Linked DNA regions of Pan troglodytes: region 1 is linked to region 2. A link is a contact called in public Hi-C data. All regions are on one chromosome and are shown on one strand. The core of a region is the stretch at or near the end of the contact, and the rest is flanking DNA. Distances in the headings are between cores, read along the strand shown. Region 1 overlaps KMT2E (lysine methyltransferase 2E (inactive)). Region 2 has its middle 80 kb from the start of KMT2E.

What was found. Hi-C and Micro-C count contacts between places; a contact is called where the count stands out from the background.
Region 1: a contact with region 2 is called in a Hi-C map of induced pluripotent stem cells, with 1.7 times the contacts expected there. The contact joins two enhancer-like sites. A contact is called at or near these places in 2 of 7 Hi-C or Micro-C datasets (both in induced pluripotent stem cells).

What each region holds. Positions count from the first base shown.
Region 1 is chr6:120,484,675-120,489,390 of NHGRI_mPanTro3-v2.0_pri, forward strand. It overlaps KMT2E (lysine methyltransferase 2E (inactive)), which reads left to right. Exons shown (of 27, transcript XM_003318730.7): 18 at 2,598-2,852; 19 at 3,018-3,162; 20 at 3,679-3,929; 21 at 4,323-4,379; 22 at 4,519-4,716. Among named protein-coding and RNA genes, the nearest start is that of KMT2E, 91 kb to the left of the region's middle. Within about 2 kb of position 2,252, at least 1 of the 24 cell types and tissues checked has an H3K27ac peak or open chromatin away from gene starts, as enhancers often do. A contact at or near this core is called in induced pluripotent stem cells, where this site is marked.
Region 2 is chr6:120,313,824-120,318,174 of NHGRI_mPanTro3-v2.0_pri, forward strand. No RefSeq gene overlaps it. Among named protein-coding and RNA genes, the nearest start is that of KMT2E, 80 kb to the right of the region's middle. Within about 2 kb of position 1,783, at least 5 of the 24 cell types and tissues checked have an H3K27ac peak or open chromatin away from gene starts, as enhancers often do. A contact at or near this core is called in induced pluripotent stem cells, where this site is marked.

The sequences.
Region 1 (4,716 bases), core at 1,002-3,501, 170 kb after region 2:
ACTTTACTTTGAAATTTCATTTATTCTGTCTTTGTTCTTACCTAATTCAGTACAGTTTGTAGGCATGCTGCTAAACCATGACGTGTACGTTTAGTAAAATTCTAGTATGAACCCAGGATTATATTTTAATAGCACAAGTTAAATAATTTACTTGCCAAAGTCGCAGGTTTCATTAGAGACAATCTAAACACAGTTGTTTCTAATTAAAAGTCTGTACTCTCCTTACTGCACCGCCGTAGCTTAAGCAACCCAATATTTGCCTGTAACAATGGACAAAAAAATTCTAACTTTGTAAAGTGAAAAGAAAAAACCTCAGGCTTAAAAGAAGTGAAACTACTTTCTCAATTACAAATATGACATAATCCCTACCTTTTATTAAACTTTTAACAAAGTTGTGGTACTATAAATTTATTTAAATCCCTGGTCTGAGATGTAGGCTTCTACATCCTATCTGATTCTCTTAAAAAGCCTCTTTTGCCTGCAGATTTTGTTATTTTAAACAACATACTGTTTGACAGAGTACCAAATTATCATGATTTCCCCTAAAGGCCTCATTCAGTTTAATAATACATGTCACTTTTTCTGTGCCAGATACTGTTCTAAGAGTATGTTATTGAACTTTTAATCTTCATAACAATCCTATTTATAGAACTAGGTTCTATCACAACCCTTCTTTTACAGATAAAGATTGAGATATAAAAAAGTTACTTAACTTGCTCATGGTCATAGTGTAAATGGCAAAGCCAGGATTCACCCTCCTGGCAGTCTGGCTCCAGACTCCATGTGTTTCACTACTGCAGTCCTAGGAATGGAGTTCTATATACAGAGAGGGACAGAAAAGATGCTAAAATGTTTACAGTGGTTACCTTTGGAAAAAAGGATGGGTAGATTTTTAAAATGTGTGTGTTTCTGTGTGTGTGTGTGTGTGTGTGTGTATATATATATACATATGCACATTTATATATACTAAGTTCTGTACATTTTCTTTTTCTTTTTTTTTTTTTTTTTGAGATGGAGTTTCGCTCTGTTGCCCACGCTGGAGTGCAGTGGTGTGATCTCGGCTCACTGCAAGCTCCGCCTCCCGGGTTCAAGTGCTTCTCCTGCCTCAGCCTCCTGAGTAGCTGGACTACAAGCGCGCACCACCACAACCAGCTAATTTTTTTGTATTTTAGTAGAAACAGGTTTCACCATGTTGGCCAGGATGGTCTCCATCTCCTGACCTTGTGATCCACCTGCCTCAGCCTCCCAAAGTGCTGTGATTACAGGCGTGAGCCACCACACCCGGCCATATTTTCTATAAGTTACATTTACGCTTGGAAATTAAAATATCATTTGCTAAGTAGATAACAATATGAATGGTTACTCGTTTTTTTTTAAAGTAGTAATTTATACTTCAGGGTCAGGTATATTCATATAGCCAATAGAGACTGTATTATGTATGTTGTAGATCAGAGAATCAGCAGAATTAATGACTATGAAAAATTTCAAAGCACAAGAACCTTAAGAGATATTCCAAACCCCTTAAATCAGGGATTGTCAATGGTGACTTTTAAATACGTATGTATCGTGAGCCAGGTGTGGTGGCTTATGCCTGCAATCCCAACATTTGGAGAGGTTAAGGTGGGAGGATCACTTGAGCCCAGGAGTTCAAAACCAGCCTGGGCAGCATAACGAGACCCTGTCTCAACAGAAAATTTAAAACAAAAAAATTAGCTGGGCATGGTGGTGCACACCTGTAGTCCCAGCTAGTTTGGAGGCTAAGGTGGTAGGATGACTTGAGCCCAGGAGGTCAAGGCTACAGTGAGCCATGATCACGCCACTGCACTCCAGGCTGGGCAACTCACCCTTTCTCAAAAAAAGTACTGTGCACTGTCCTCATCTCCAGGAGATTCTGATGGGCAGCTATTGTAGGAAAACACTGCCTAAAATCAGATTTTTCTAACAGATGGAACATCTTATACCTATAATAGAAGCGGTAGTAAACCTAAATTTAGTGTGTTTAATAAAATGGTACTGACGTGTCTCTAGTTGTAACTATATTAAAAAGCTTGGCTGGGCACGGTGGCTCACACCTGTAAACTCAGCACTTTGCAAGGCTGAGGCGGGAGGACTGCTTGAGCCCAGGGGTTGAGACCAGCCTGGGCAATATAGCGGACCTTGTCTCTACAAAATACTTTAAAAATTAGCCAGGCGTGGTGGTGAGCGCCTTGTCCCAGCTACTCAGGAGGCTGAAGTGGAGGGATCACACCTGGGCCCAGGGGGCGGAGGCTTCAGTAAGCCGAGACTGCACCACTGCACTCCAGCCTGATGACAGAGATATCTTGTCTCAAAAAAAAAGTAATATAAATTTCATGTAATATAAATATTTAAAAAGCAACCATATGTTTTGTTCTACAAAATAATTGGGTAAAAAGTTTCAGAATAACAGTAGATAACTAAGAAATGTGAAAGGACATACTGATATTTTGATCACATATGAATGATTTAAATTACCCAATTTATCATTTTAGATAATACACCAATTTCAAATCTGATATTAGAATATTCAAAGGAGAATTTGGAATTATATAATGATCCAATTTTTTTCTTTTCTCTAGCACTTGGTTAATGAATGGTTAAGTGAGAAGAATGAGAAGACAGGAAAACCTTCAGATGGCCTTTCAGAAAGGCCTCTACGCATAACTACAGATCCTGAAGTGTTAGCTACACAACTCAATTCTTTACCAGGTCTCACTTACAGCCCCCATGTATACTCCACTCCTAAGCATTATATTAGATTTACTTCACCATTCCTTTCAGAAAAAAGGAGAAGAAAAGAACCTACTGAAAACATTTCTGGTTCATGCAAGAAGGTAAACTTTTCTTTGGAAGTAAAAATGTAGAATGAGCCAAATGCCAACTCATTCCTTACTACCATCCATGGTAGTGAAATGCTTTTGGAATCGGCTCTGTATTTACAGGCTATATAAACAGCTACAAACTGATTCCTGTTCATTCATGTATTCTGTTTTATTCAGCGATGGTTGAAACAAGCTCTGGAAGAAGAAAATTCAGCAATTTTACATAGATTTAATTCACCCTGTCAAGAAAGATCCAGAAGTCCTGCAGTCAATGGTGAAAATAAAAGTCCACTACTATTAAATGACAGCTGTTCCCTTCCAGGTAGAATTTTTTTTTCAGAGTTTTGGTTTGAGAAATGTGGCAGGGCATACATACAGCTTTATAACAGGCATATTCTAGTTACTGGTATGCACTTTAGAAGAGAAGCACATTGTTGTATAGATTTTCTCTTTTCTGTCCTCTGTATTTTTTGGCTGAAGATACCAGTTCACAATACCACGTATGCTGGGGTTTATGAATATTTAAAGGCTTCTGGACTGGCTGCTTTTCAGACAGACAAGGACTCTTACAAATCAGTTAAAGTAACATCAGTACTTGTAAGATACTTTGAGACCCCTAGGCCTATAATCCCTCCAGGCAAGGTAATGCTTGCTAATTGGGGAGGGAAGGGGGCACTGCTTCATGTTAGTACCATTTTTTTAAAACCTTGAAATTCAGTTTTGGGGTAAAAGTCATAACTGCCATTGTTTATATTTTATCTTTCCCAGAATGTGACACAAACAGATTTTAACAAATAGCAACAGTGTAATTTCTTACAGATTATTATTTCACCAACAGATTTAACTACACCACTAAAAAAACGAAGATTTTATCAGTTGCTAGATTCGGTTTACTCAGAAACCTCCACACCTACTCCTTCCCCGTATGCTACACCAACTCACACCGATATTACTCCTATGGACCCATCTTTTGCCACGCCTCCACGGATAAAATCAGATGATGAAACTTGTAGAAATGGTTATAAACCCATATATTCACCAGTTACCCCAGTAACTCCTGGTACACCAGGAAATACCATGCACTTTGAGGTGAGAAATTTTAATGGAGAAAAAAAAATTCAACACTTGGGGGGATGGAATTTCTTTTAAGAGCTCTTTCCCCTCCTTTAACAACTAGTGTGCTGAGAATACAAAAAAAAGGTTGTAAGAAACTAAAAATCAGAAAAATTCATTTATATGAATTTAGATGTTTTTATTTTTACTAAAATGAGCATAACTTTCATCTTGTTGATATACACAGTAGACTAAATGTGTGTATCAAATTGATCTTAAAGCAGTCTTATTTGGGGAATGGAAATAAACAGGAAACAAGATCTAAAACTAAAGTCTGTATATTTTTCATTTTGTTTTCATTTCTATAATTATTATGGATATACTTACGTATTTTTAAATTTTCAATTCTAATTCTTTCTTTATATACAGAATATTTCTTCCCCAGAAAGTTCTCCAGAAATAAAGAGACGCACTTATAGTCAAGAGGTAAGAAGTTAACTTAAAAAGGGTGAATTGGTAGTTTTTTTCCTATTACATTGTTTTCCTTAAATTACTGGTAAATTTTGAAATAAACAGTCCCAAGATGTGATTATTTGTGTAATTTTTTTTTTTAATTTGTAAACAGGGATATGACAGATCTTCAACCATGTTAACATTGGGGCCTTTTAGAAATTCTAATTTAACTGAACTGGGTCTGCAAGAAATAAAGACTATTGGTTATACGAGCCCTAGGAGTAGGACTGAAGTCAACAGGCAGTGTCCTGGAGAAAAGGAACCTGTGTCAGACCTTCAGCTAGGACTCGATGCAGTTGAGCCAACTGCC
Region 2 (4,351 bases), core at 533-3,032:
TAGTTGATTATAAATAGCATCACCCCTCTTCCTCACCCAATGCCTCTCTGGAAACTCCCCACAGCCCAGCAGCTAATAGGTTAATGCTGGCACTGAAGTGTTCTCCAGAACCTGCTCCAGCACAATCTTGACCTCCAATCTGCAAAGAAGGAGCTTCCTCTGCCCTTACTGGTTGTTACATGTTTTTCAAGTTCATCCCTGCTTGGTATGTTCCCAGCACTGCCCTCTCAATTCTTTATGCTACATTATCTCACAGCAACCTGGAAACATACACTATGAGTATTTCCTTTTGCCTATAAAGAAACTGTGGCTCAGAGCAGCTAGAAGGAGGCAGAGTTCTTAACCACTGCTCCCTACTTTCCAGCTGTGCCCCCTGAAATTGGTATGTGAGAATTCTTTTATTCTCAGAAGAGCAGCCAAGAAGAGTTGAGAGGCTACAGCCCCAGAGTGCTGGGAAGGCTGGGTGTTCTCAGGCCTCTCCTTTTCTCCAGGTAAGCTCTCCCCACACTGGCCGGGTGCAGTGGCTCACACCTGTAATCCCAGCACGTTGGGAGGCCAAGGCGGGTGGATCACTTGAGGCCAGGAGTTCAAGACCAGCCTGGACAACATGGTGAAACCCTGTCTCTACTAAAAATACAAAAATTAGCAAGACTTGGTGGCACATGCCTGTAATCCCAGCTACTAGGGAGGCTGAGGCAGGAGGATCACTTGAACCCAGGAGACGGAGGTTGCAGTGAGCAGAGATTGCACTACTGTACTCCAACCTGGGCAACAGAGTGAGGCTTTGTCTCAAAAAAAAGCTCTCCCCATACTGAGAGAGGTCCCAGGTCCCAGTAAAAACAAACAACAAAGAGTCCTGCAGGCAAACAGTTTTCTTTTCTTTTCTTTTCTTTTCTTTTTTTTTTTGAGACAGAGTCTCACTCTATCACCGAGGCTGGAGTGCAATGGCACAATCTCCGCCCACTGCAACCTACACTTCCCAGGTTCAAGCGATTTTCCTGCCTCAGCCTCCTGAGTAGCTGGAATTACAGGTGCACACCACCACACTCAGCTAATTTTTGTATTTTTAGTAGAGATGGGGTTTCACCATGTTGGTCAGGCTGGTCTCGAACTCCTGACCTTGTAATCTGCCCACCTCAGCCTCCCAAGGCAAACAGTTTTCTAAAGCTGCACAATGGTTCTGAGCTCCTCACTGCAGGAATTATGGGAACTCAAGAGGACCCCCTCACTGGCATCGTCGTACCCCTCGGAGGGCACAGGACTGCTGAGAAGGGGGGCATGACCCACTTCATCCTTTGAAAGCCATGGCAAAAGTCTGCATCGCTGTCTGCTGGAACACCTGGACACTCTCCTGGCTCCCACCCAGGCCCTGATTGTTTTGTTGTAGGAACCCTACCGGCAAGTCCCTAACAATGCTCTGCCAACTTAGTGGACACTCGCCCAGACTGTGCGTGCAGGGAGGCCCACCTCCTTTCACCCTTGCCCTGCCTCCTGATTTCCTGGTGACCTTCTAACTTTGCTTGGGCCTTTCCCATGGCACTTAACCCCTGTGTGACCTGAAGACTCTATAACCCTAAAAACCAGTCCTGCTAACCAGCTGGCCTGGGTACAATAGCGCTTGGAAAGCAAAGTCATGGGACTGAAACCAGAAGAAAACCTATTCATTAGAGGAGCAGCTGGCAGCTGGAAAACAGAAGGAGAGAGAAAGGAAGGCCAGTTCCTACCTCCTGTAGGACCGATTAACCAGGGATTTCAGAGCCAGTCACTCAGCCTGCCTAAGGCCCCCTAGGCCCCTCTGCTAATGAAGGCAGTGATGCTTATCATATCTCCCACATCCTTCCCAGCAGGGCTCAGAAGGGCAATCCCGCTGACAGGAGCTTTGAGATGGAAAGCAGTGGAGGGAGCGCAGGGGGTGGGGGGCGGGTTGGTGGGGGTTGGTGGGTGGGACCCAGGCTCTCACTTTGACAGTCAAGAGTATTCTTCGTCTAATTCCTCTCTCCAATTAAACATCAAAGAAATATTTCCAAGGGCATATGTTATTATTAAAGAATTTTATCCTTTGAAAAAATTTACAAGTAATATATTTTCAATGAAGAAAAATATAGAAAATAAAAAGATGACAGAAAAGTCACCTATAACTAGGAGCCACTTTCAACATTTAGAATTCATTCGCTTTTCACACACGAAAAAAACGAGACAATACTGTACGTATGCACAACAAAAGATCATGAAGCCAAGCACAACAGCTCACGCCTGTAGTCCCAGCTACTCAGGAGGCTGAGGTGGGAGGATCACTTGAGCCCAGGAGTTTGATGTTACAGTGAGCTATGATTGTGTCACTGCACTCCAGCCTGGGTGACAGAGTTAGACCCTATCTCTAAAAACAAAACAACAGTAGATCATGAACATTGTTCCATGTCAATAAATCCACTTCCTCCACACCCTTCTTAATGGTTGCAGTATATTTCATCGCGTATTTAAAAGGTGATGGAGTCAGTCAGTCCCCTACTGTTATGTGTTTAGATTCTTTGTGAGGGAATTTAAATTCTTTTATGAAGGGACAGACTGAGACTAGAGGAGATGATATCCCAGCCTGTTCAATAGTTCTCTCCCCATCATCCGCACCCACTCACCCACCATCTCACTCACCCACCAGCTCACTCCAACCTGGCTACTCTGCATTTCCATCTATTATGTTCCCTTAGACTCAACCTCAGGAAGTTTTCAGATGTGTTCCTGTGTCAGCCCTGTCCATAAACGTGTTATAGGGACCACAACATCATCTCTTATTTGGGCTTCCCCCTTTTAGCCCTCAGAGACAACAGACTACAGCTGAGGCAAAACAAGTGGCTTCAGCTAGATCTTGTTTCCAGCATCATGTATTTTATTAGTGGAAGGTGACTTCCCAATTACACTGTTGGCACCACACACACACAAAACACACACCCATTAGTGTCCTGCTGGATTAGACAAGGGGCCTTCAAACTGGCTTGCAGGGAGTTAAAACACTCCTGCAGTGAGAGTGGGCTGAGGCAGGGTTGGGAAGCAAGAGATGAGATGAGAAATGATCCAAATAGATGAACACACACACACACATACACATACACACATGCATACATGCACACATATACATGCATATACACACATACACACACGCACACATACACATGCATACACGCACACATGCACACACACATGCATACATACACGTACCCACACATACATGCATACACACGCATACACGCACGCATATACATGCACACATGCACATGCACACATACACGCATACACGTGCATACATACACATGCACACATGTACACACATACACATGCATACACATACACACAAACACATGCATACATACACATACACACACATACACATACACACATACACACACATACACACATGCCTACGCACACATACATACACATACACGCATACACATACACACACACACACACACATTCACACAGGTGTGCTCCAGAGCCTCTCCACATAGGAGACGAAAAGCTTTCATAAGGAACCAAAAGTTGTATCTTCTGCATTTCAAAGGGAGAAATACCAGGACCTGTGAACTGAATGCAAGTATCTATTTTGCCCCATTTGACACTACGTCCAGTGTCAAAGGTGTCCTGGGGTTGCTGACCCAGCACTGGACTGAAATGAAGTTGCAGATGTATATTACTACACGTTTCTCATCACCTCCTCCTCCTTAGTCTCGTGAAAGGGATATAACTTTAAGGCCCTTCCCTTTCTCATTTCCTCATTGTGACATCAAGAACACCCTTGAGACCATATTGTGCCTTTAAATGATTAAATGCGTTTAATTTAAATGATACAGCTTCCAAGGGAAAAAGGAACAAGGGGCAAGGGGAGGGGAAGGGGAGAGGTCACTCCTGCTTTCGGCAATTGAAGGGACTGACTGCCAGCCTCTCCCCTCCGCAGGGAGTGTTCCAGCAGCCACGCCCCTGACTCACCTGCCTCATTCTCTTAATGGTACCCACCCTCTCCAAATCTCTTAATGGTACCCACCCTCTCCAAATTGCCCAGACTGGGAAACCTGAAACCATCTTTGTCTTCTCTTTCTTTTCCCCCTCATTCCTAAACATCTATTTCGTTGTCAAGTTCTGTGGGATTTTTCTTTTTCTTTCTTTTTTTTTTTTTTTTTGAGACACAGTCTTGCTCTTTTGCCCAGGCGGGAGCATGATGGCACAATCTCGACTCACTACAACCTCCCTCCTCCTCCCCAGTTCAAGTGATTCTCATGGCTCAGCTTCCCGAGTAGCTGGGATTACAGGAGCGTGCCACCACGCCCAGCTAATTTTTGTATTTTTAGTAGAGACGGGG